2 separate regions of the Sus scrofa genome follow, and region 2 is linked to region 1. Evidence: chromatin contacts called from public HiChIP or PLAC-seq data. All regions are on one chromosome and are shown on one strand. The core of a region is the stretch at or near the end of the contact, and the rest is flanking DNA. Distances in the headings are between cores, read along the strand shown.

What was found. HiChIP or PLAC-seq counts read pairs in DNA pulled down with a chosen protein or histone mark.
Region 2: an H3K27ac HiChIP or PLAC-seq map of skeletal muscle shows a contact between it and region 1, with 5 times the contacts expected there. The contact joins two enhancer-like sites. A contact is called at or near these places in 2 of 5 promoter capture datasets (fetal liver and liver), 32 of 47 Hi-C or Micro-C datasets (adipocytes, adipose tissue, alveolar macrophages and 18 more) and 2 of 2 datasets of contacts at active chromatin or transcription factors (alveolar macrophages and skeletal muscle).

What each region holds. Positions count from the first base shown.
Region 1 is chr17:41,125,255-41,131,408 of Sscrofa11.1, forward strand. It overlaps RPRD1B (regulation of nuclear pre-mRNA domain-containing protein 1B), which reads left to right. Exons shown (of 7, transcript XM_021078140.1): 6 at 2,070-2,245. Among named protein-coding and RNA genes, the nearest start is that of TTI1, 34 kb to the left of the region's middle. Within about 2 kb of position 3,502, at least 7 of the 83 cell types and tissues checked have an H3K27ac peak or open chromatin away from gene starts, as enhancers often do. A contact at or near this core is called in skeletal muscle, where this site is marked.
Region 2 is chr17:41,268,618-41,274,884 of Sscrofa11.1, forward strand. No RefSeq gene overlaps it. Among named protein-coding and RNA genes, the nearest start is that of KIAA1755, 50 kb to the right of the region's middle. Within about 2 kb of position 2,869, at least 14 of the 83 cell types and tissues checked have an H3K27ac peak or open chromatin away from gene starts, as enhancers often do. A contact at or near this core is called in skeletal muscle, where this site is marked.

The DNA.
Region 1 (6,154 bases), core at 2,252-4,751:
AAACTGAATCTTGGAGCAAGCGGGAGGGAGTGGGCCACCCCTACACAAGTGAAGGGCTGGGCAAAGACACTCACGGCCACTGTCTGTAACGGGGCCGTGTGAGGCCAGCCACAGGTGAGTTCTCCCAAGTGAGCATCTTCCTACTACATTTTTACTGCACTTTTTCTATAGCTTGTAAAGTGATTATTGATGCTTTATCTGGGTTATATCTCCCTTGTACAGTTTCTTAGAGTATGAGAATTGATTTTTTTAATCTCAAAAATTAGTGTTTTCCTTGCCATTTTCTGCCACAGGCACCAAAACATTTTAATGAATTAACTATTACAAAAAAATAGTGAGGCGGTGACAAAGCTAAAGCAACCACAACCCCAGCAGCTTGTTCCCATACCTCCCACCAATCTTGAAGAATGAGTTTCGCTGTCCTCTTTACTCTCAGTGCTGACGTTGTCTCTTTGCTTCGTGTTCCCTTTGGCTTACCCTTCCTTCACCAAGAACATTCTTTTGTTTCCCTGTCCCTGCGGAGCCTAGAAGTACCTGATCTTTGGCATCAGACCTAATTGGGAACCTGTCTAGAGTTCATCTTCCAGTATGTGTATTGAGAAGGCATCCTAAAGTCTAAAAGACTGTTTGCCCGAGAAGCTGTGGTGGGAATTCTTAAATCCCATTACCTACAGTAACGCTGAGGCTCTCACCTTGACGACCTGTATCCGTAGGAGCAGTGGATCTGTATTGCTGTGTAACTCACTTTAGCTTGTCCAAAGAACTACTGGAGTCTCTAGTGCCTTGTTTTAAAGCACTGATCTCACTTGATCATTAAAGGCCTTTTTAAAATGAGGTATATACACACTTAAAAGTTCTAGTCTCACCATACTCACACCTAATTAATTCTGTCAGTTCTCTGAAATACATTGTCTTCTCATTTTCTGATGTTGAGCCTTGTTCACCATTTCTTTCCAAGGGTACTCTTTTACACTTTGATTCTTTTTTTTTTTTTTTTTTTTTTTTGCCATTTCTTGGGCCGCTCCTGCGGCATATGGAGGTTCCTAGGCTAAGGGTCTAATCGGAGCTGTAGCTGCCAGCCTACGCCAGAGCCACAGCAACTCGGGATCGAGCCTCGTCTGCGACCCATACCAGAGCTCATGGCAACACCAGATCGTCAACCCACTGAGCAAGGCCAGGGATCGAACCCGCAACCCCATGGTTCCTAGTCGGATTCGTTAACCACTGCGCCACAACGGGAACTCCCTATTTTGATTCTTTAGCGCAGTTTTTTCCCCCATACAATTTGAGGTGCAACCCATTAATTGGACCTGAAATCAGTCTAGTATGTAATGACCAACATTTTTTACTTTTTTAATGGGATAGAAGATAAAACACTCTACATTCACTTAGGAAAGTATGTCTTATAAAACTTTTGCTTTTATTTTTATGATGTTTATATCAAGTGTATTTCTTAGCACAGGTCACATTCAGAATCATCTGAGAGCCTCTATTCTTATCAGACCTTTTATTTTGCTGAGCGGAAGGAGGTTCAAGGCTTGTGTAGTATAAGAGGTAGAATCAAAAGGGTCCATTTTAGAGACATGGTTTGAGTCCTACTCCTCAGAAGAACACATGATACCAATCCTGTCATGTAGCTTTAGTCTTAATTTCCACACCCAAGAAATGAGTGCTTGCTTTTGTATTTCAGAGGGCTATGCAGAGAATACTTAATGAAACAATACAATTGCAAGTACTTTTGAAATTTTCTGAGGCAGGCGAATATTATTTCACATGTGATCTTAAATATCTCTATTTATTTTAGAGCTTTTGTAGGAATAGACATTGAGAAATCCTTTGCCAGATTCCCCTTTGAACAGTTGCCTCACTTAAGGGAATTCAGAAATGTCCTGTCTTCTTGACAGGAGCGATCTTTGGATTTTGGGCCAGTCCATTGTTTGTCTACAGGTTCTGGCTTATTCTTGGACTTGTATGTCAGAGGAGAAACTGCTTACTCCCCCAAAAATGTTTGCACTTACGCCTGTGTAATATGTATATTGTCTCTCTTTTTTGGTCTCATTTGTGCTTAGACAAAGAGGCAGCTGAACGTCTTTCAAAAACAGTAGATGAAGCGTGTCTGTTACTAGCTGAATATAACGGGCGCCTGGCGGCAGAACTGGAAGACCGACGCCAGCTGGCTCGGATGTTGGTGGAATACACCCAGAACCAGAAAGATGTTTTGTCAGAAAAGGAGAAAAAACTAGAAGTGAGTACCTTGCAAGGCAGACCCAGACTTCCCAAGTTTCCTTTCCTATAGCCTACATTAGGAGGTTTTTATTATGCCTTAATAACATCTTTTTTTCTTTAAAAAAAAAAAAAAAGATTCACGAGATGAGAATATCCATCAGATGTTGTAATTACTTGAATGTAGTTGAAAATTGAGGTCATGTTTTTATATATCCAGGAAAGAACAAATGGAAATATAGAAAACAATGAAGTCTGAAATCACAGCATTGAGGGTCTTATTGTTGCTTTAATTTGAAATTTTTTTAAAACAAAAAACAAAAAAAAGTTGTGGATTGAGGTAAAGAGACACTCAGCAAAGCCAAAGAATGATTGTTTGGTAATATTCAGGAAATGGGTAAAATGTTCTTTCTTTTGGCTTATATCGAGATTTATATCCATCTTGTATCCCTGCTAAGACCAATAAGTAGTCTGCCTCCAAGCTCTGTCTGCAGTCTGTTCTAAAATTCCACATAAACATAATAATGCTCACGGAGCCCAATTCTCCAACTGTTGAGAAAGAACAAATTTCTACCCTGAGTTGACATTGTCTGAGTGCCCTTGAGGAGGGGCTTCAGAACTAGTTTCTCTCCATGCATTTTTCTTGGCTTCTTAATTAATTACATGGTGGTTTATCTTCAGTGCTTAGTCCTCTGCCATAACTGAATCTTCAGGGTGGACATTGGGGAACTTTTACTTGCTTCAAGCTGCTAGGCTTCCTTTTTAGGAGTGTCTACTCTTCTTTTTTTCAAAGAGACATGGAGAAGAGTTGCAGCCAGTGGTACAGGAAGGGAAAACAGGTTTGAGTTGGAGAATCAGTCACCTATTACAAGAAACAGCAGAGTAAACCAGGGAGGGGAGGGGAATGCAGCTCTCTCAGGGGCTGACAGGATTGTATTTGCCTTTCCTCTGACTTGTGCAGGGAAATGAAGGATGGGCACTTTTTACCACGTCATTACCTGCAATGATTACAGGAGCTGTGATGGGTAGTGGTAGTGGGAACTTCATATTCCTAGCCAGCTTGAAAGTGGAAGCTGGGAAACGGCTGTAAAAATAGTACGGCTCAGATTTAGAAATCGACACTGACCAGAAATCCTAAAGGGAGTTTCACAGGCAGTACCAGACGGTCATTTATCTGAAATGCCCGTCTTTCACTGAGGAAGCATTTTCAGCACTGTGCCCTGGGACTAATAAGAGAGTGTAATTAATGATTCTGGTTGTAAGTCACCATGCCATCTGTTGAACTGCCCCTTGGCGACACATTAAGGGCTTTCTCTGATCTGTCAGACATTGATTATCATGAGCAGCTGCTGTTGGGTGGAACGTGGCAAGCTACCATAGAGGACAGAGACTTTGAGAAGGAGATTGGGTTGGCAGAGTGAATTAACTCTTTGTCTCCCTTTCTCCAAGTTGCACTTTCCTCCATCTTTTTCTTGGGGGATCTTTCTGGTGTCTGTAGAACCGGTGGTCTGCTAGATTGCCACAAGAGGTCATTGATACGGGTCAGAGATTCAAGTCTGTTTTACCGCTTTCCAACCCAAATTTCTTTACTCATCTGGGTATTGGAATTCCATTGCTTTAATTTCAGAACAGGTGTGTCCCACCACTGCAAAGGCCAGATTCTGAATGGTTCTTATCCCAAACCATGTCTTATCGCCACTCAAGCAAAACTGTTCATTGTAAAATTGGAGCTAAATTTGCTGCATTTAAAAAATCATCCTCTAGATATAAGATGTTAAGAGATGGCTTTAATTCTTTCTTTATCCATGTATGCTAAAAGTATGAACGGTCTGTTCCCTAGAATCTAAGATTTTTCTCTCACTTTCCATAATAGAGTGGTCTTAATTCCATTATATCTTTATGGTGCTGATAAAACTTGCTAAGTTGGTGCCACTTGAAAGTTGCATTATTACTGTGAATTCTTCTAAATCTTCCAAAAGTCTCTTATTGATGAAGACAGTGTATAAAGTATACTATCAACATATCTTTATTTTTTAACACTTCCAATCCTTGTTTTAAAACTGATACATCAGAATGTTAGTGAAATCTGCTTTTATTTTTTAATCTTTTCACTACTGTTAGTGTATAAATATGGAACTCTCAGAACTCTGGAAGTGTAGTTATTTACTTGAGAGTCTCTTTTCTTCCCAAAGTTCTAATTTGTTAACACTTGAGGTTTTTTTGTTCGTTTTTGTCAAGTCTATGTCTTCCTTATTTAACAAGCATACCTTTTCGTTCTTTCCCTTGAGAGTTTTTTGTTAGATCTTTCGGTAGCGTCTAAATTTTGTGGAAAGGAGTATAATGATTCAAAGAGTCTAGGATGATTCAGACCCTGGGATGTAGAAGACAGTTATGGCTCACAGAGAGATTGTGTTTCTGCCCTCAAGGAAGTCATATTCTTGAATAAAGAGCATGGGTGAACATAAAACCAAACCAAGCGATTGTACATAATACGGATCAAGGAGACAATTGGCAATTATGATTGTGGTTTAAGGTTAAGTCCGAACTTCCTGGCAGGCAGTAAAGCCATTTTGTGAAAGGAGGTAGCAGTTGAGGGAGAGAGATATGTTTGTAAATGGGAAACAGCCAGACTGGAGCAGACAAACGTGTGAAAGAAGACTGAAGCAATGGGAGTGGGGTGCCAGAGCCCCTCTCTGGGAGTTAGGCTCTGTACTCTATAAGGAGTTGAGTTGTTTATTCATCCATCACTTCAGCAAAGCTCATGCCAGGCAGGAGGCAGACAAAGCAGGATGTGCGCCCTCTTTCAGTGAGCTTCCACTCTAGTTGGGGGAGGGAGGGGACAGCAGCCAAAAAAGAGTTAAAGTAGAGTGTGAGAAATGGTATAAGTAAGGGACTGTTCTAACTCATTGTGTTTAAGTTAGAATAGACCAAGAAAAAATGAAGTGTTAATAGTTTAACATATTAAGTTGGTCAGAAGTTTATTTAAAACATAAGAGAATTATAGAGCACACAGTCCATTTTTTAACAATGTAATGCCTTCAGTGGGTCTTCCAAAGTTCACTGGAATATGTGCTCTTTGGTTGCTCTTACAATGTCAGAAACATAACTACTCCTCAGTAGACATTTGTTCTGTGAGTGATATTCATCATCTGATGTAACCTTATTCTATAAAGAAGAGGGGTTTTTATTTTAGGTCGCATTAAAAAATTAATTCTTGGTTGTAAAGAATACATTAGTAAAGAAAGGTGAGTATTTGATGGAAACCAGGTTTCTTCCTTTGTGTTACTTTTCTTTTTTTTTCCTTTAAGTAGAATCGTGATTCGTTTTGAGATGGTTGACATTGGCCTTAAACTCTAGGCAAGGTTAGAAGGAAAGCTGCTTAATATTTGTCATGCACATGAGAAAACAGAAGTGGGAAAGAAGGCATGTAGAAGGAAGCATAAATAGCAGCACAGAAGTGAGGATGAGGAATGAGGATATAAAAGAAGATGAATTCAAAAAGGAAAAGACCAAAGGTACCAGAAAAGCCTCTAAACTTCAGCTGTTGTTTTTGTTTGGTTTTTTTGGGGGGGGGTAATTTTAGGGCCTCCCCTGTTGCATATGGAAGTTTCCAGGCTAGAGGTTGAATCAGAGCTGCAGCTGCCAGCCTACACCACAGCCACAGCAGCGCCAGATCCAAGCTGTGTCTGCAACTTATACCCACAGCTCATAGCAACGCTGGATCCTTTAATCAGTGAGCTAGGCCAGGGATCAAACCCAAGTCCCTCAAGGATACTAGTTGGGTTTGTTAGTGCTGAGCCACAACGAAAACTCCCTAAACTTCAGTTTTTAGAGCAAAGGGAAGATTTGTTTCTGGGTAACAGCCACCATTATCCCAAGTGACTGATGGAAGCTCACAAACCATAGATAGAGTAGGATGGACAGAATTCCT
Region 2 (6,267 bases), core at 1,619-4,118, 140 kb after region 1:
TTGCTAGTACTTTTTTTTTTCAATTAAAATTTTTTTTGTTTTTTTACTTTTTTAGGGTAACACTTGCAGCATATGAAAGTTCCCAGGCTAAGAGTCATGTCGGAGCTGCAGCTACTGCCTATGTCACAGCCACAGCAACGTGGGATCTGAGCCACATGCCACAGTTTTCAGCAATGCTGGATCCTTAACCCACTGAGTGAGGCAAGAGATTGAACCTGTAACCTCATGAAGACCAGCTGGGTTCTTAACCTGCTGAGCCACAGTGGGAACTCTTGGTTTGCTGGTATTTCATTGAAGATTTTTGCATTTATGTTCATAAGGTATATTGACCGGTAATTTTCTTTACTTGTGAAACGTTTATCTGGCTTTGGTATCAGGGTAACACTAGCTTTATAGAATAGGTTAGGAAGTAACTTCATTTCTTTTTGTGGCTGAATAATACCCCATTGTATGGTTACACTACATTTTGTTTATCTGTTCATTGGTTGATCAATATTTGGGCTGCTTCCACCTTTTAGCTATGACAATTCTGCTATAGAACTCCATGTAGAAATTCTTTCGTGGACCTATGTGTTCATTTCTTTGAGTGGAATTGCTGGGTCCTTTGGTAACTTGATGCTTAACCATGTGAAGACCTGCCAAACTGTCTTCCGAAGCAACTGCTTAATTTTACATTCCCACAGCAATGTATGAGGGTTCCAGTTTCTCCATATTCTGCCAACACTTATTACTGGGCTTTTTTATTCTAGCCATCCTAGTGACTGTGAAGTGATATCACACAGCGGTTTTGATTTGTATTTCCTTGATGGCTAATGATGTTGAGCATTTTTTCACGAGGTTATTGGCATTGTATGTATCTTTCCTAGAGAAATGCCTGCTCAGATCCTTTATCTATTTTCAAGTTGGAGTGTGTTTTTTTGTTTGTTTGATTTTTTGGTCTTTTCAGGGCCACACCCGCAGCATGTGGAGATTTCCAGGCTAGGAGTCGAATCAGAGCTGTAACTGCCAGCCTACGCCACAGCCACAGCAACATGGGATCCAAGCCGCCTCTGTGACCTACACTGCAGCACATGGCAACTCCAGATCCTTAACCCACTGAGCAAGGTCAGGGATCAAACCTGCATCCTCATGGATACTAGTCAGATTCGTTTCCACTGAGCCATGATGGAAACTCCTCAAGTTGGAGTTCTTAAAAGTTACAATTTAGTGATGAGAGTTTGCTACATATTCATAATACAGAATATTATCTTATTTTTTTAAATTATTTTTGTCTTTTTCTAGGGCCGCATATGGAGGTTCCCAGGCTAGGGGTCTAATTGGAGCTACAGCCACCGGCCTACACCACAGTCACAGCAACGCTGGATCCAAGCAGCATCTTTGACCTACACCACAGCTCACGGCAACACCAGATCCTTAACCCACTGAGTGAGGTCAGGGATCAAACCCATAACCTCATGGTTCCTGGTCGGAATCGTTAACCACTGAGCCAGGACGGGAACTCCCAGGATATTATCTTCTATGGGCCCACACCTGCAACCCTCCTCCAAGCGCTGCCCTTGGGCTCCTGGACCCTGATTCATGCAGCAGGTTTTGCAGAGGACTGCAGTGCCTCGGAGGTGTGAAAATACCCTCCAGGGGTCCCCACGTGATCAAGCAGAGGCTGGGGAAGTTGGTCTGAAGTTGAGCCTCGGCTTCCTTCCATTCTAGGTCCTGTTTCCCTTTTCTGTGGTGTCTCTCATGAACGCCTGCACCTGAATCCTCATTGCCAGGTCTGCTTCTAGGAGAACTTGACCTCAGAAAGAGCTTGGAGTGACCGAGGGACAGAAAGGAAGTCAGTGTTGCTGAAACTCAGAGAACATGGAGATTGGGGAGTAAGGCGAGGCTAGACTGGTGGGCGGAGGTCTGGCCACACAGAACTCTGTGGATCCCAGCGATGGGTTGCGGGGGGAGGCTATCTGGAGAGTCCTCGTTGCCACTGAGCTGTTTTAAGCTGGGACTGGTTTATTTTGTTCTTTGATTTTTGTTTTTTGTCTTTTTGCCTTTTCTAGGGCCACTCCCTCTGCATATGGAGGTTCCCAGGCTAGGGGTCTAATCGGAGCTGTAGCCGCCAGCCTACACCAGAGCCATAGCAAAGCCGGATCCAAGCCGTGTCTGCGACCTACACCACAGCTCATGGCAATGCCAGATCCTTAACCCACTGGGCAAAGCCAGGGATCAAACCCGAAACCTCGTGGTTCCTAGTAGGATTCATTAACCACTGAGCCAGGACAGGAACTCCAAGGGACTGGTTTATTTTGCATTTTGCAAAAATCCCTCTCTGTGTGGAAAATGGATAAAAGGGCCCAGGAGTCAGCAGGAAGGATACTGTTACAACCATCCGGGGCAGAGGGGGTGGAGGCTGGGATGCAGCTGGGAAAGGAAGAGGTCAAGTAGAAGCAGAAAATTAGAGAGAGATGAGCAGCCTGGATTTGGGGGCTCTGGGGAAGTTCAACGACAACTTGCAAGTTTCCACCTGGGCACCTGGCTGGATGGTCATACACAGAAAGGGAGGCAGGATTGGGAGGGCAGACCAGGAGTCCTGCAGGCCAGACAACACCATCTGGCCATCCCAATCCCCCCATTTCACAGATGGAGAAAATAAGGCCCGAGGAAGTACAGTGGTTCGCCCAGGTCCCCATCATGCCCCAGTCTGAAGGGGATGGGACACAGGATTCCTGCCATGCAGCAAGAGGCCTTGTTTTTTTCTCTAGGGGGCCCCCCGGCTCTGGCCTCAGAGGCTATTTTGCAGCTGGGAGAGGGTGGGGTTTCAGGGCTGATGGGTTTGTTCTAGGCTGGAAGCCAGTTCACAGCTTGCAGAGAACAGAACATCTCTGTTTCATGAGGGCAGCCTGTCCCCTGACACCGGCCAGCTGCCCCGGCTGGGTCTGAGGTGGGTAACATGAAAACGTGAGACTGTGGGTGCCCACTTCAGGGTGGCTGGCATTTGCTCTCCTGGGCCTGGCAGGGACCAGACCCCGAGCCAGATTCCAAGGTGTCCCTTTCTCTTGTCCTTTCCTTGCTGTGCGACTTTGGGCCGGTCACCTCCCCTCTGCAGTCTTCAGTCTTTTCCTCTGTGAAGCAGAGACATCCTAGAGCATGACTGTTGTTCCCTTGGGGCTGTAGGGACGATCAGACAGAGACATGGAGGGGCAAAAAGGCACTCTGTAAGCTGTAAAGTGCTTAAACGTCTCTGGACTCAGTCCTACTTCTGCCCCAAGCCACCCCCTAGTGGATTTCTCCTTTACAAAGCAGCCGCCCCTCTGGAAAGGAAAACATCACGGTGTGGGGCTCAGGGACCCCGAGATCTTATCATCCTGGTCCTGAAGGCTTGACAAACCCATTGGACAGATGGGGAAAACTGAGAGGCAGCCATCTGCTCGGAGTCACCAGGTTGTTAAGCCTGGACTCAAAGCTCTTCGATTCCAAAGATGAGAAAGATCCGGATCCACGCAATGACCTGAACAGACAGACAGGTAGACAGAGGGCCAGAAAGGGGAAGAAACCTGCCTGGGTCATGCAGGCAGCTGGCAGCAGGGCCACAGTGTCACGTGAGGTCCCTGACGCCCAGACCCTGCTCCTCCTACCCCGCCTTGTCCACCATCCCTGGAGCTTATAAAGGGGGCTCCCGCCACAGTGGGGCATTCCCAGGCATGTTGCTGGCAGACTTAGGTCTTGTTAGCCCTGTTTTCTTTCCATCAGAACAGGCTGTAAGCTTCTTTTTTTTCTTTTTCTTTTCTTTTGAGGGCCACATCCACGGCATATGGAAGTTCCCAGGCTAGGGGTCGAATTGGAGTTGCAGCTGCCAGCCTACGCCACAGCCGCAGCAACGCTGGATTCTTAACCCACTGGGCGAGGCCAGGGATCAAACCCCAGTCCTCATGGGTACTAGTCGGGTTTGTTACCACTGAGCCACAACAGGAACTCCCAAACATTCTTAAAAGATCCCACAGACACAGCACCTCTGCGTCCTCCGTGCAGCCTTTAGGGATTAGCAGGGAATCTTTGGGGGGGTGGGGGCAGGGTTGGAGGGGAGCACGTCAGGCTCCCCTCCAGGGGCAGGTCAGGGCAAAAGTCAATCAACCAGCTCCTTTTGGCTTTTGAGAGACAACTGGGGATCCAGAAAACTAATTAGGGAATCTACACAATTCAAAGAGTGAAAAATTCTTTGGGAATTCCTTGGTGTCCTCTGGAAAAATTTCCTCCATGATTTGCTGGGTAATGAAATCAGGGGCTGGTAGGGTTTGTGCCAAAGTAAAACAGTACATACCATTTAATGAACACCTACTAGGTTCCAGGGGCCTGAGAGCTTTTCTCATATTAACTCATCTAATACTCACGGCAAGCCTCTGAGGTCTGACGATTCTCACTTTATGAGAGAAGAAACCAAGGCACAGAGAGGCAGCCTTGGAGTTCCCATCATGGCGCAGTGGTTAACGAATGCGACTAGGAACCATGAGGTTGCGGGTTCAATCCCTGCCCTTGCTCAGTGGGTTGACGATCCAGCGTTGCCGTGAGCTGTGGTGTAGGTCGCAGATGTGGCTCAGATCCCACATTGCTGTGGCTCCGGCAGGCGGCTATGGCTCTGATTGGACCCCTAGCCTGGGGAACTTCATATGCTGCGGGAGCAGCCCAAGAAATGGCAAAAAGACAAAAAAAAAAAAAAAAAAAAAAAAAAAAAAAAAAAAAAGGAAAGAAAAAAATAAAACCAAAAAACAGAGAGGCAGCCTAACTTGGCCAAGGACTCACATCCTATGAGCCATGAACCCTGGGTAGGAACCTGGTCCCTCTATCCCCAGAGCTGTGTGACTGACCCCATGCCACTCTGCCCTTGGTGCTCCAGGTGGCCAGATAAGGACTCTCAAAGGGCTGAGCTCCGCCCAGCCAGAGTTCCTGGGTACATGACACTGTCCAGGCACAGCAGGTCTGCTGAGGGGACAAAGCCTGCAGGTTTCCAGTCCATTTGGTTGAGGGTCGTTCAGCATTTGATTGTAATCTTGTTGTTTTTATGCGAGAAGGTGCGCTCCAGTCCTTCTATTCTGCCATCTTAATCCCGTCTGATCCTATGCCCTAGCACCCACCCTCGCCCATTGAGCCGATGTCTTCATCAGCCAGATGTGGGCATCATCTCTTCCAAACAGCAGCCTGCCTCTGGGGGTTCTAGTCCTCTGAGTATGGGCCCATGGCCACTGAAGAACCAGCAATCAACCCAGGCTGGTCTAAGGATGAGTCCCAAGCATCGGTGTTGAATCAAGTCCTGGCTCTGCCACTCACTGTGTGACACTGGACAGCTCTGCCACTCGCTGTGTGACACTGGGCAAGGCATCACTAAGCCTCCCTGGCTCTCCGTTTCCTCCTCTGTAAAATGAGGTGAAATTAGTACTGGCTTCATAGGATTGTTGTGAAAAATTCAACAAGCCCTCTAAAGCTTTTAAAGGGTTTAATACCAAGTCAGGCACTAAAAATGCAGGATAAATATTTTCTATTAATATTATTATTATATTTCACTTCTGCATCCTCCTTTCCCCCATGGGCTGCTGTGAGTAGACAAGTTGTTAGAATTTGGCTCATTTTAGAAACAGAAGGATGCATAAGAAAGCTTTGGGGACCCTTCCTCCCAAGGATTCTTGGATCATCCATACCCCTCCGCAGCCCCCCTCATCTCTCACAGTAGCTGTAGTCTCTCAGAAGTCAGTTTTCATCCTTGCACCCCAGGTACTCTGGCTCCCTGCCTGTGGTCCCCACTGGCTGGATGCTGTTGCTATGGAAACAGCATTTTAAGAGCCTTCAGCCCCCCCTCTGAGGCAATAGGCATAGATGGAGATGGGCTGATCAAATGCCTCCTGCATTCTTAGGCCTGTCTGGACAGAAGTCAGGAGACTGGAATGCAAGAATCAGAGCTGGCTTGGGGTGGGGGCGGGGGGTGGGTGCTCAGACCTCGACCCCAAGTGTTTCCCAACAGTACCCTGCCTCACTGTGTTGCAGGGGGGGAAACCAAGCAGTTGGTTACAAATGCAATTCCAGCCACCCCTGGCCCCAAGGGTCTGATTTTAATTAACTGGGGTGGGATCCCTTAGGAAGTTGCCTTTGATAGGCTCTGCTCGTGGTTCTGAGGCAGACCGGCCCCAGACCACTCTTGACGAAATCTTGAGCCCTGGAAGATTCCTGAAGACATTTGGAGCATTGAGGTTTGTGTGGCTCTCTCTGCCGAGATGACGCCTGAGAAATCCT